Regions from separate parts of the Mus musculus genome. Here region 1 is linked to region 2. Evidence: chromatin contacts called from public promoter capture Hi-C data. All regions are on one chromosome and are shown on one strand. The core of a region is the stretch at or near the end of the contact, and the rest is flanking DNA. Distances in the headings are between cores, read along the strand shown.

Region 1 (5,676 bases), core at 2,374-4,873, 1.0 Mb after region 2:
ACTGGGGCACAGAGGACTAGAGAGACAGATGGCTCTGTCACTAAAATGCTTACTACAGGAATATGATGACCTGAGTTCAGATCTCCAGCATGTTCCTGTATTCCCTGAACCGGGTAGGCAGAAACATGATCCCTGGGGCTTGCTGATCAGCCAGACATTGTCTGTTGTCATCTCCTCCTCCTCCTGCTCCTCCTCCTGCTCCTCCTCCTCCTCCTGCTCCTCCTCCTCTCTCCTCCTTCTCCCTCCTCCTGCTCCTCCTCCTCCTCCTGCTCCTCCTTCTTTTCCTCCTCCTCTTCTCCTCTCTCCTCCTCCCTCCTCCTCCTCCTCCTCCTGCTCCTCCTCCTCCTCCTCTCTCCTCCTTCTCCCTCCTCCTACTCCTGCTCCTCTTCCTCCTCCTGCTCCTCCTCCTCCTCCTCCTGCTCCTCTTCCTTCTCCTCCTCCTCCTCTCTCCTCCTTCTCCCTCCTCCTCCTCCTCCTGCTCCTCCTCCTCCTCCTCCTGCTCCTCCTCCTCCTGCTCCTCCTCCTGCTCCTCCTGCTCCTCCTGCTCCTCCTCCTCCTCTTCCTGCTCCTCCTCCTCCTCCTCCTGCTCCTTCTCCTCCTCCTCCTCCTGCTCCTTCTCCTTCTCCTCCTGCTCCTCCTCCTCCTCTTCCTCCTCCTCTCTCCTCCTTCTCCCTCCTCCTCCTCCTTCTTCCTCCTCTCTCATCTTCTCCTCCTCCTGCTTCTCTTTCTCTTTCTCCCACTCCTCCTCCTCCTCCTCCATCTCCACCTCCCCCTTCCTCTCCACCTCCTTCTTTCTTCCTTTGAGACAGGGTTTCTCTATGTACCTTTGGCTGTCCTGGAACTTGCTCTGTAGATGAGGCTGGCCTTGAACTCAGATTAAAGGCATGCTCTCCTATTGCCTGGTACAGCAAGCTGTAAAATGAATTATTTATTCTAGCTAGCCCACATAAAAGACACAGACTCCTGGTATATTATTTTAAAAGCTGTAAGCCTAGGTTGGGTAGAATTTGAAGTATTCTAACTTACCTCCCAGCTGTATGTCCCTTGTAACTTGCTGGTTATTTTCAGGGTCCATTTCTCCTAGCCACAAGCTCATGATCCATCTCCTCTCCTGACAACTTCATCCTCTCTCTGTCTCCTTCCTCGCTTCTCCATTGTGGCCCCTACCTGTGACCCCAGCCTGGTAATTCAAACTCCACCTCTCTCTATTCTCCCCAGTAATTGGCTATAGCCATTTTATTTAACAGATAGTTTTAAATTGGGGAGCAAGATTTGCACAACAAAGGCTGTTGAACATAGGAATTTGTCTTGGGACAACCATTTTCTTGGGATACAATTTTTAGTATTTGGATAAATAACAGATACTTGCCACCAAGTCTGACCATCCCAGTTGGAGCTCCAGAACCTACATGGTAGAAGGAGAAAGCAGACTCCCAAAAATTGGTCTTTAACCTCCACACAACCATACTTCACCACAAAATAAATAAAATGTAATCAAAAAAATCTTAAAGGCAAAGAGAGAGAAAGACATCAGATGTTAGCCTCTGGCCTACACACACACACACACACACACACACACACACACACACACACACACACACACACACACACACACACATATATTCATCCCTAGCATACAGAGAGTAGCACTGGGCATCACTAGTCTGTAGTCCTTGTCTTATGTGTGATTAGAATCCATCCCATCTAGAACTGGAAGCTCTGGGAGAAGGGATAGGGCTCTTTCTACACCACGTACTGTCCTAAGGCTCCTGATTTGGCAGGTTCTTCTAAGCACTAAACACACGTCAATCACTGTGTTATGTTTGGGTTACATCAGTAACTCAGCAGAATGGGGTTGTTGTGTTGTTGAGTCATGGGCCTTACTGTATTCTGAACATTAACTCTCTGTGTCCTCTGTGGTTTTCTCCAGTGTCTTTGACCTTGCTGAAGTATCTTTTGATGGACAAGTTAAATATGTACATAGAGCATAGTGACCTCTCCCTGTGCAAACCAGCCCCATCTCCACAGATCTGCATGGACAGTGGAGCTCACAGCTGGCTTCCAAGACTTAGGTTTGGAGGAGTCGGATCTTCCTTGAAGGAAAGGCTAGCTGCCTTTTCCTTGATCTTGAGGTAGGCCCAATTCTCGGGCAGGCAGCAAAAACAAAACAAAAAAATTAAGGACCATGGGATCATGAAGCAGACAGCAGAGAAGATGTTAGCATTCTTGGAAATTGAGCCATTTCCCCCAACTGTAAAGTCAAAGTGAGCTTACTTCTGGGGTTACAAGGTGGTGGTAAAAGATTCCAACAGCCATATTAGGAAGGAGTTGATGGAAGGGGTGGGGATAGGGAATAAAAGAAGTGCAAGATACAGGTATATGAATGGAAATGTTATGGGGCTAGAGATGGCCCAGTGCTTAAGAGCACTTGTACTTGCAGAGGGCACAGGTTTGACTCTGGACCCCTATGGTGGGACACAAGCATCCCTCCAGATCCAGGCAATCTGATGCCCTCTTCTGACCTCTGCAGGCAACAAGGAAGACATGCATGTGGTATACACATACATGTAGGCAAAACACTTATACATGGAAAATAAAACATCTTTTAAAATGTTATAACCCATTATTTTGAATGCTAATTGTTTTTTAAAAGGAAATTTGAGGCAGAAGGGACCTGAGGACTTGGGCCTGGGCTTCTCAGGCCTTCTCATCTGCATTGACCACCCCAGCTTCCAAAATGCTCCATCACCTTTTGATACCCACTCAAAACATCATATAAACCTACCACACTTAAATCGTACTACCTTGCAGAAACAGCATACACATCTACTGCATTACCATGAGGGTGTGTAGACTTGGAGTTCACAGCCAGAGCTTCATTCTATCTTGGCACTGTCATTTAACAGCTGTAATTTGCAATACCTATTCGGAAACTGCAATGCAAGCGAGACTGGTGACCCCATGCACTTTGTTCTTGAAACAGACATGTTCGATTCCCAGAACCCACGTGGTTGTTCACCACCGTCTGAAACTATACTTTTAGGAGATCTGGTGCCCTGTTCTGAGCTCCACTGGCACATGCACATGGTGTACATACATATATGCAAGCAAAACACACATAAAATGAATACATCTAATTTAAAAATTAAAAAAACAAAAAAACAATACCCCACATTAAAGCTGGCATTAAGTGCTCTTAACGGCTGAGCCCAGTTTTGAACTTTTCGTTTGCTTTCCTATCTGACACTGATACTAGCTGTGCAACCCAGCTGACTTCAAATTCGCAGCAATCCTCCTGCTCCTGCCTCCTGAGTACTGGGATTAAAGGTTACTCCAGCAGGCTAGACCCCAAGACTCTTTTACTGCCTTTACAAAATGGGAGCCTTAAGACTTTCTGCCCATCTCCTTTTCTGTCACTATCAAAGAGAAAAGAGATTCCCCCTCTGCTTTGCAAACTCAAAGCAGTTTGGGGTCTGGTCCTAACGAACCAAAGTCAAGACCCGGATGCTCATCGCAGCTGGACGAGGTAGGAACGGATGGTATCTGCTCTCCACGTGGTGTGCCCGGACTCCGAATCTCGTAGCACCGGGAGCTCGGGAGGACTCCATTCTTGGTGCGCTTCCTGGTTCTGACTGCTTTGCTTCCGGCATTAGACGTGAGCGCTCAGCGCTGTAAGCTATAGGCAGCGTGAATCTCCGCCGAAGCTGCAACTATGGGGATCTTGGAGAAAATCTCGGAGATCGAGAAGGAGATCGCTCGAACGCAGAAGAACAAGGGTAAGGGCGGGATCGGAGGGGTCTCCCTTTCTACCCTCCTTGTTTTTCTTGTCTGTAAAATGAGGGGACAACTGGAGCCACCACCGAGGCCGGAGAAACACCGGGGAAGTGCCGAGGCGTGCGTGAGGCGGGAGCGGGCACATTCAGCGACGTGATTTCAGGGTTCTTGAGAGATCTGATCTGTGCTGGACTCAGTGTTCAAGTAGAGAAACCTCAGCGCGCACAATAAGCCCGTGACCCAGAAAGGCAGTGTCGGAGATTTTCCCCTAGGGTCCTGGCAGCTGGGCCTTCATGCTGAGAAGGGCAAGAGAAGACATCTCACAAAACAGCTTGTCCCGGCAGACAGGCAGGCGCCAGCGAGCTAGTGTCAAGGAAGTAGGGACTGGAGAATTTGTCCACTACGTTCTTGCTATGTAACCTTGTAAAGTCATGTCAGTTTTTGGCGACCCAATGTCCTCATCTGTGGATAGGGATAACACCCGCTCTGTTGTGGTTCACATGTGCAAAGCCCTTGCCAGAGTGATCACCTAATATTTAAAGTAAACCACCCCAAATACACAACACCAAGGAAGCATCAAACTGTGAGGGTTGGGGATCAGTGGAGAGGTGGGACTGCCAAGCAGTGTCTAGCCTTGGTGCTTTCCCGAGTCTTGAAGAAATGTGGTGACAGAGTTAGTGCTGCTGCCCTTCCTGTTCGGATGCACAAGGCTAAGTGACCTTTCCAGGCAGTAATGGCAGGGTGGGATTGATCTGACTTAAATTCAGGCAACAGCAGGTTCATAGGTCCTGAGGCAAGGATAAAGTCAGAGAAGGGTGGAAGGAGTTGGGGCAGGACAGCTGAGGTCCTCAGTCTCAACCATGTCCCTGCTATCATGCGGATTCGGTAAGACCTGAAACAGAATTCCTTCTCAGTAACTTAACCCTGTTCCCCAGAATTTGGAAGCAGTATGGTAACCCTAACAATACTTTTTTTGGTTTGGTTTGGTTTTTGGTTTTTCGAGACAGGGTTTCTCGCTGTAGCCCTGGCCGTCCTTGAACTCACTCTGTAGACCAGGCTGGCCTTGAACTCAGAAATCCGCCTGCCTCTGCCTCCCAAGTGCTGGGATTAAAGGCGTTCGCCACCACGCCCGGCCTGACAATACTATAAAGGAGAAGGAAAAGGGACAGGTGTACAGTGAAACAGTCTGTTCTCCCTCCATGAGTGCTGGGTGATGTCAGGAGAACTAAGCACAAGGTACCCATCCTCTGCCTGGGGCCGCAGTGATGGGACGTGTGCAGGGAGGCTGTGTGGCCTCCTGGATTCCGTCAGGGGCTGATCACAGCATGGCAAATTTGTGTATGCCACAGTGTCCCCTTCTTCCATGAAGTGGTGCACCACATGGAATTCCAGCACTACAGAAAGTGCCCTGTGTCCATAGAGAAGCAGGGCAGACCTGAGGCCTTCAAGCCTGACCCAGGTTTTCTCTGGACGTCTTCAGGATGTGACAAGTCACGAATTCAGGAACTTCCCGGCTGTTCGGAATTGGTTCGTGATCTTTAGGGCAGCTACCAGGAGAGAGTAAAGCTCCAGAGTGAGCAGAGAGCAGCCCTGTGACCTTCTGTCTGCCTCAAGTACCATTAGTGCTGCCCATCCGTGCTCCTTAGGATGCTGAGATACCAGTGGGGTACCAGGGGAACCCTTGAGGTCTCCTTGAGGTGATTGTTGTCTGGTCTTGATGTTCTCAGCACTTGGCCCTATGTGGGTCCCCACCTGACCCTCCAGGTAGAGACCCTGACACTTGTTCCTGTCTTGTTTTCCATCCTCCAGCCACCGAGTACCACCTGGGCCTGCTGAAAGCAAAACTGGCCAAGTATCGGGCCCAGCTCCTGGAACCATCCAAATCCGCCTCATCCAAAGGAG
Region 2 (5,630 bases), core at 40-2,539:
TTCTAAGAAGAACCAGCCCTCACCTCCCTAAGCACATAGGATCCTCTGAATGGGTCTTCTAGGGATGCTGTGGACATGACTGATGAGACACTGACCACTGATGACCCACTCAACCTTTAGCCCTAGAAGCTGAGGGCTGGGTTCAAAGTCCCCACCCTCTGATCCTACTCAGGTCTTTCAGTGAGCCATTCCATCTGGAATCTACCCTACTGGCTGTTGGATGGTGTTGGACTCATTAGCATGCAAAATGGCATTTATCAACTCAACCTGTCCAGGAATTTTAAGAATTGTAGGCCAATTGTAGGAGGAGATTTTAAAAAATCTAAAATGGTGTTTCCAAATATAACATGCTGCCAATGCAGGAAAAGAGGGAAGAGAGGGAGGGGGTAACAGGGATAAAATGTATAAACACATGCATACCTGGAAAAAACTGGCTCAATACCAGAGTTAGTGATTACACGTGAATGGAATTCTGGGTGCGTTGGGGTTTTATTGTTGTTGTTATTGTAACCTGGCTTTTTTTCTTTTGGAGCTAAGTCATGATTTGTGGTTCATTTTGGCTTAGAACCTCGGAACCTTTCCGTTTCAGCATCCCCAATACTGGGATTATAGGCGTGCACCACGAGTCCTGGCATCGATGTTTCTCGTCACTTGAATTTCTCTATGAGCTGTCATCTCTACCATGACCTAGCCGCAACACAGCTCCAGACAAGCGTCACGATAAAGGCCACAACAGGCGAGTTTGGCCAAACAACCCTCCTCCGCCTCGTTTCTATCCTTCCCCTCTTCCCAATGCATACATACCTCTCTACCTGAACCTCAGCATCTCCCCCCCCCCGCCCCCCAAAAAAGCTCATTTTCTCCTTTTAATTTTTCCTCGTTCTATTTCTAAGGAAACATCACAATCCTTTAAAAGGTTCCTCCACAATCTATCCAAGACACTCGGGAACATCACCCCCACCCCCCACCCCGCCGCCCAACCCCGCCGCCCCACCCCCACCCGCCGCCCCACCCCCACCCCGCCGCCCCACCCCCCGCGGATCCTGACCGCCCGCTCTGCGCCCCAGCATCCTCTCAGGACCCAGTCATCCTTTGAGGTTTGAGACTGATGTTCATCTCCTGTGTCGGTGGCGGGCTCCGGTACTGGCTAGCTGCGCGGTAGCAGCTCACCTGAGGCAAGAGGAGCACGCAGAAGACGCAATGGCACGCTCCACTGGACCACCAGACAGAGACGCCAGCAGCTGGGGAGCAGGTCAGCCACTCGGCGAGCGCTTGTACGCCTGCGCGAGAGGGCGGGGCCGCGTAGGCGCGCACGCGCACACCCTGGGAGCCCCAAGGCCCGCGTTCCTGCTGGAATGTCGCACCTGTGGCTTTTCGTTCCGGGCTCTTTCTCTGTGGTTACCACTCCGAGCTGATTTTAGGGGGTTTCTCAGCCTCCGGTCCCTATTTGGGGTGTAGCGAGAAGCCGGACTGGGCCTCTGGGGTCAGGTTTCCCGGTGGATGGATCGGGAGACACGCACCTTTGCCGAGCGGTACTACCGGGACCTCCGAGACCCAGTCCCTAGCGGCGGTGGCGGCCCCACACCCAGCGGCGTGACCTTCATTCAGACCCCGAACGCCTTCTCCTATGCTGACTTCGTGAAGGGCTTCCTGCTGCCTAACCTGCCCTGCGTGTTTTCTAGCGCCTTCACCGAGGGCTGGGGCAGCAGGCGGCGCTGGGTGACCTCGGAGGGAAAGCCTGACTTCGAGTATCTGCAGCAGAAGTATGGTAGGAGGGCGCAGACGGGAGGTATAGACCCCGGCATGGGAGGGCGGCCGGGGCCGGACAGACTAGTGGAGTCTGGATAATTCGGCCAGAGGGTGGCCGGACCCCAAGATGGTGAACTACGTGTATGACTCTGCCATTTCTGTGCTGACTCTCTCGCTGCAGGAGACGCGGTTGTACCGGTTGCCAACTGTGGAGTGCGAGAATACAATTCAAACCCCAAGGAGCACATGTCCTTCCGCGACTATATCAGTTACTGGAAGGACTACATCCAAGGGAGTTACTCCTCTTCGCGGGGCTGCCTCTACCTCAAGGACTGGCATCTGTGCAGGTAATAAGACAGGACGGCGCATGGCCATTGGGCACTTACCCTAAGCAGCTAGTGCAGCCAGTCCAGGTGGAGCACGCCCACTGCACTCAGAGGGGCTACCTCTACAGCAGAGTTCTAATGTGTATCACAGAACTGATGCGAAGATGTGGGGAGATCAACATAGCGAGCCAGGTAGACTATTATGGGGAAGGTAAGTCTTTCGTACATCTTGTATGGGTACAGGCGGCCTGGTGTCTCCTTCCTCTTCTGTATTTTTGAGCTGGTATCTCAGATCCTCTGGGGCTGTCCTCTCTGCAACCCCACTGAGAGGACGCTTGTTCCTTCTACGATTGCTCTGGGGATTCTTGCCATCCCCTGGGCCATTCTAAGCTCTCTAAAGGGACAAGTGACCTTTCCGCAACCACTCTTGTCCCACTTTGGAAACCCCTTTACTCTTTAAAGACACATTCAATACTCTCCCTTATCAGCTTCCACTTTTCTCACACAGCATCTTGTGACAGCTTTACTTAGGAGATTTTTGACGTCTTGCTGGAGCAAGAATGCATTGCAGTCAGTAGAAACTACTTCAAAATTTGAATTATGGTGTCTTCCCAGGCTAGCTATATATGGTCTGTTCATCTCCCACCCTTCTCTCTCAATGATGGACAGGGTCAAGAAGCCATAACCTCCATCTAAACCCCCGGATCTACTAAAATGATCACACCTTTACAGTGTGCTCTGTTGCTGTGCTAAGCTACGGTAGTCATGCACTTAGGCACACTGTTGTGTTTTCCTTTTGGAACTGGGAATGCTAAGGTTGTGAGCATATAAACACATACTGTTAGTATGTTTTGACATTTATGGTATTTTCAGCTTGGACATGTCAGTACGTAAGGCCATCATAAGCCGAGGCGCTCCCTACATCTCAGGAGTTTGGGCTGTCCCTAAGACCCAGCTCACGTGATGCTCTCTTTGGGAAGAGCATTACCCTTTTCCATGGTGACCCTGCGACTGTGTGTTTTCCTCTACCTGACGTCCCTTTCACAAGTACAGACCATTGTACTCAGACCCCCAGCAAAAGGCACAGTGTAACATTGAGTGAACCAATGAACAGTTGAATTCCTGTATCATTTGTGTGCGCAATAAGGCTCTGAACTGTAGAGTGGGATGGAATTCAGGCCCCTGCAGTTCCCATAACTGACCAGATGCAAGAGAAACACCAGCTTCCAGCTACCCTGCCATGCTACTTCTGTGGGCCCAGAGCAGGAGCTGGGTAAAGTGTGACCAGACACACGTCCTGGATCTCATCGTGGCAGAAACAGACTCACAGGCCTGTAGTACAACCAATTTAAGCTTATCCCCACTAGTGTACAAATAAATGATACTCAGACTGTGGTTTTTTTATTTAGCTTTGATAATTGCTGGGGGAAACCCCTGTTCTACTTTTCTAACCGTGGCCTGGCTACACCCCCAGTGGTGTTCCCCAAGTGCGTGATGTTTCCCCCGGCCATGTGCTCAAGGGCCATCTCTCATGGCGCCTTCTCCTCACCTCCTCGTTCTTTCCTTTTTTCTCATGCTCAACCAGGTAACTAAACCCTCCCACCCCTGCCTACCTCTAATTTCTCCAGTAATTGGCCATAGCCATTTTTATTTAATCAATAGTTTTAAATTAAGGAACAAGGTTTGCACAACAAGAGCTGGTAACTGAGAATTCACTCCTAGGTCTAGACCTTAGGGTACAGACTTTAGCAACAGAGCAAACCTTAACACAGGCCCTAATACTGTTGTGTGTAGTAGCTTGGAATTTTAGGTAAACTTTTTTTTTTTTTTTTTTTTGGTTTTTCAAGACAGGGTTTCTCTTTATAGCCCTGGCTGTCCTGGAACTCACTCTGTAGACCAGGCTGGCCTCGAACTCAGAAATCCACCTGCCTCTGCCTCCCGAGTGCTGAGATTAAAAGCGTGCGCCACCACACCCAGCTTTTTGGTCTTTTTTGTTTGCTTGCTTTGATGCTGCTGGTATAAGTATTTACCAAATATTACACTGGCATATTTATGCTAGAAAATTGTCCATTTGAAATAGTGTTTGACTGTACTTTTGTCTAGAACCTGAAGCCAGAAAGGGCAGAAGGCGTAGCATTGCATAATCAGGAGGCCGCAGAGGAAGCCATACCTGAGAATTTAAAAGATGAATGAGTTTGCTACATGTGCAAAGGCAAAGGATCCTGATGTTTGGGGACCTACAGATAATTTGTTGCTACTAGGGTTCTGGCCATCTCTGTCTTTTGTTGGGAGTTATAGGCAGATGAATCTAGAAGTTTTTTTCCCAGAATCTCCCTTAAGGATGGTGTTAGTGTAATCCATCATTTGGAGGCCCATTGATGGGTTTTGAGACTCTCACACTTGGGGCTGCAGCCTGCAGATGCCAGGTACCATTAGGCTCTGAAGTGTTGGTGAAGAAAAGGGGGAGGCCTGTAGCTCCCTGGACTGATGCTCACCATGTGCTCTGAGGCTCAGTGACTACTGCCTAAGTGGGGTGGTTAAGCTGGGGTGTCCCCAGAGTCATCTTCAGCATTCTGAACTGAGCAAGTCCACTAGCACTGGGTGATTTTAGGTGGCCCTCTTAGATGGGGGTGCACCTGCTTGGGTGGGGTAAAGAGTGGACTCCTGTGCTAGCTCCTGTGCTCTCCACAGAGACTCCTTGGTGAATGACTTGGAAGACATATTCACCCTGCCCGTGTACTTCTCGTCAGACTGGCTGAATGAGTTCTGGGACGTCCTCAATGTGGATGACTATCGTTTTGTCTATGCAGGCCCCAGGGGCACCTGGTAAGAACAGAAGGGACACGGATACCTGGTGAAGGTGAGATGGGAGGTGTGGCTATCTGGGGTATTTGCCTAGAGTCCTATCAAAAATAAGTAAACAGGCTCCCTGCAGAACTCCACAAGACACAAACCAAAAGCCCTTGCTGTAGGTCTCCCTTCCATGCAGACATCTTCCGCTCCTTCAGCTGGTCAGTCAACATCTGTGGGAAGAAGAAATGGTTGTTCTTCCCGCCAGGCGAGGAGGAAGCCCTCCGGGACTGCCATGGTAACCTGCCCTATGATGTGACTTCCACTGAGCTCCTGGACACCCACCTGTATCCCAAGATCCAGCACCACAGCCTTCCCATTGAAGTCATACAGGAGCCTGGTGAGATGGTGTTTGTGCCCAGCGGGTGGCACCATCAAGTGTACAACCTGGTAAGACTGTGCACATGACCTTGCTTCTGCCATGCTCCCTCCCTCTCCCTCCCTGCCTTTCCCACTCTAGCTGCCTCTGTATCATTAAAGAGGGCAGTATTACTCCTCTGTGAAGGCTGGATATAAGGTACAGAAGCCACAGATGAGACTATTGAGAACGTATCCCCTTGCCCTATGTTAACCTGGCTCCTGCCATGGCCTATGAAGTTCTTTCCCTCATCCCTCATCCCCCATCCACATTTCCTGCTATAGTATCTGAGAGTCTGTTTTCTACCTTTGCCTACTATTCTTCATTGCTGTGATAAAGTACTCTAA

What was found. Capture Hi-C pulls out chosen DNA fragments and counts their contacts.
Region 1: a promoter capture Hi-C map of liver shows a contact between it and region 2, with 3 times the contacts expected there. The contact joins the promoter of Drg2 here to the promoter of Snap47 in region 2. A contact is called at or near these places in 1 of 39 promoter capture datasets (liver) and 1 of 9 other capture datasets (liver).

Annotation. Positions count from the first base shown.
Region 1 is chr11:60,450,968-60,456,643 of GRCm38.p6, forward strand. It overlaps Drg2 (developmentally regulated GTP binding protein 2), which reads left to right and starts at 3,624. Exons shown (of 13, transcript NM_021354.2): 1 at 3,624-3,776; 2 at 5,584-5,676. The coding sequence starts at 3,713.
Region 2 is chr11:59,448,745-59,454,374 of GRCm38.p6, forward strand. Snap47 (synaptosomal-associated protein, 47) reads right to left here and starts at 1,290. Exons shown (of 5, transcript NM_144521.3): 1 at 1,171-1,290. It overlaps Jmjd4 (jumonji domain containing 4), which reads left to right and starts at 1,301. Exons shown (of 6, transcript NM_178659.6): 1 at 1,301-1,768; 2 at 1,931-2,096; 3 at 4,767-4,901; 4 at 5,048-5,315. The coding sequence starts at 1,501.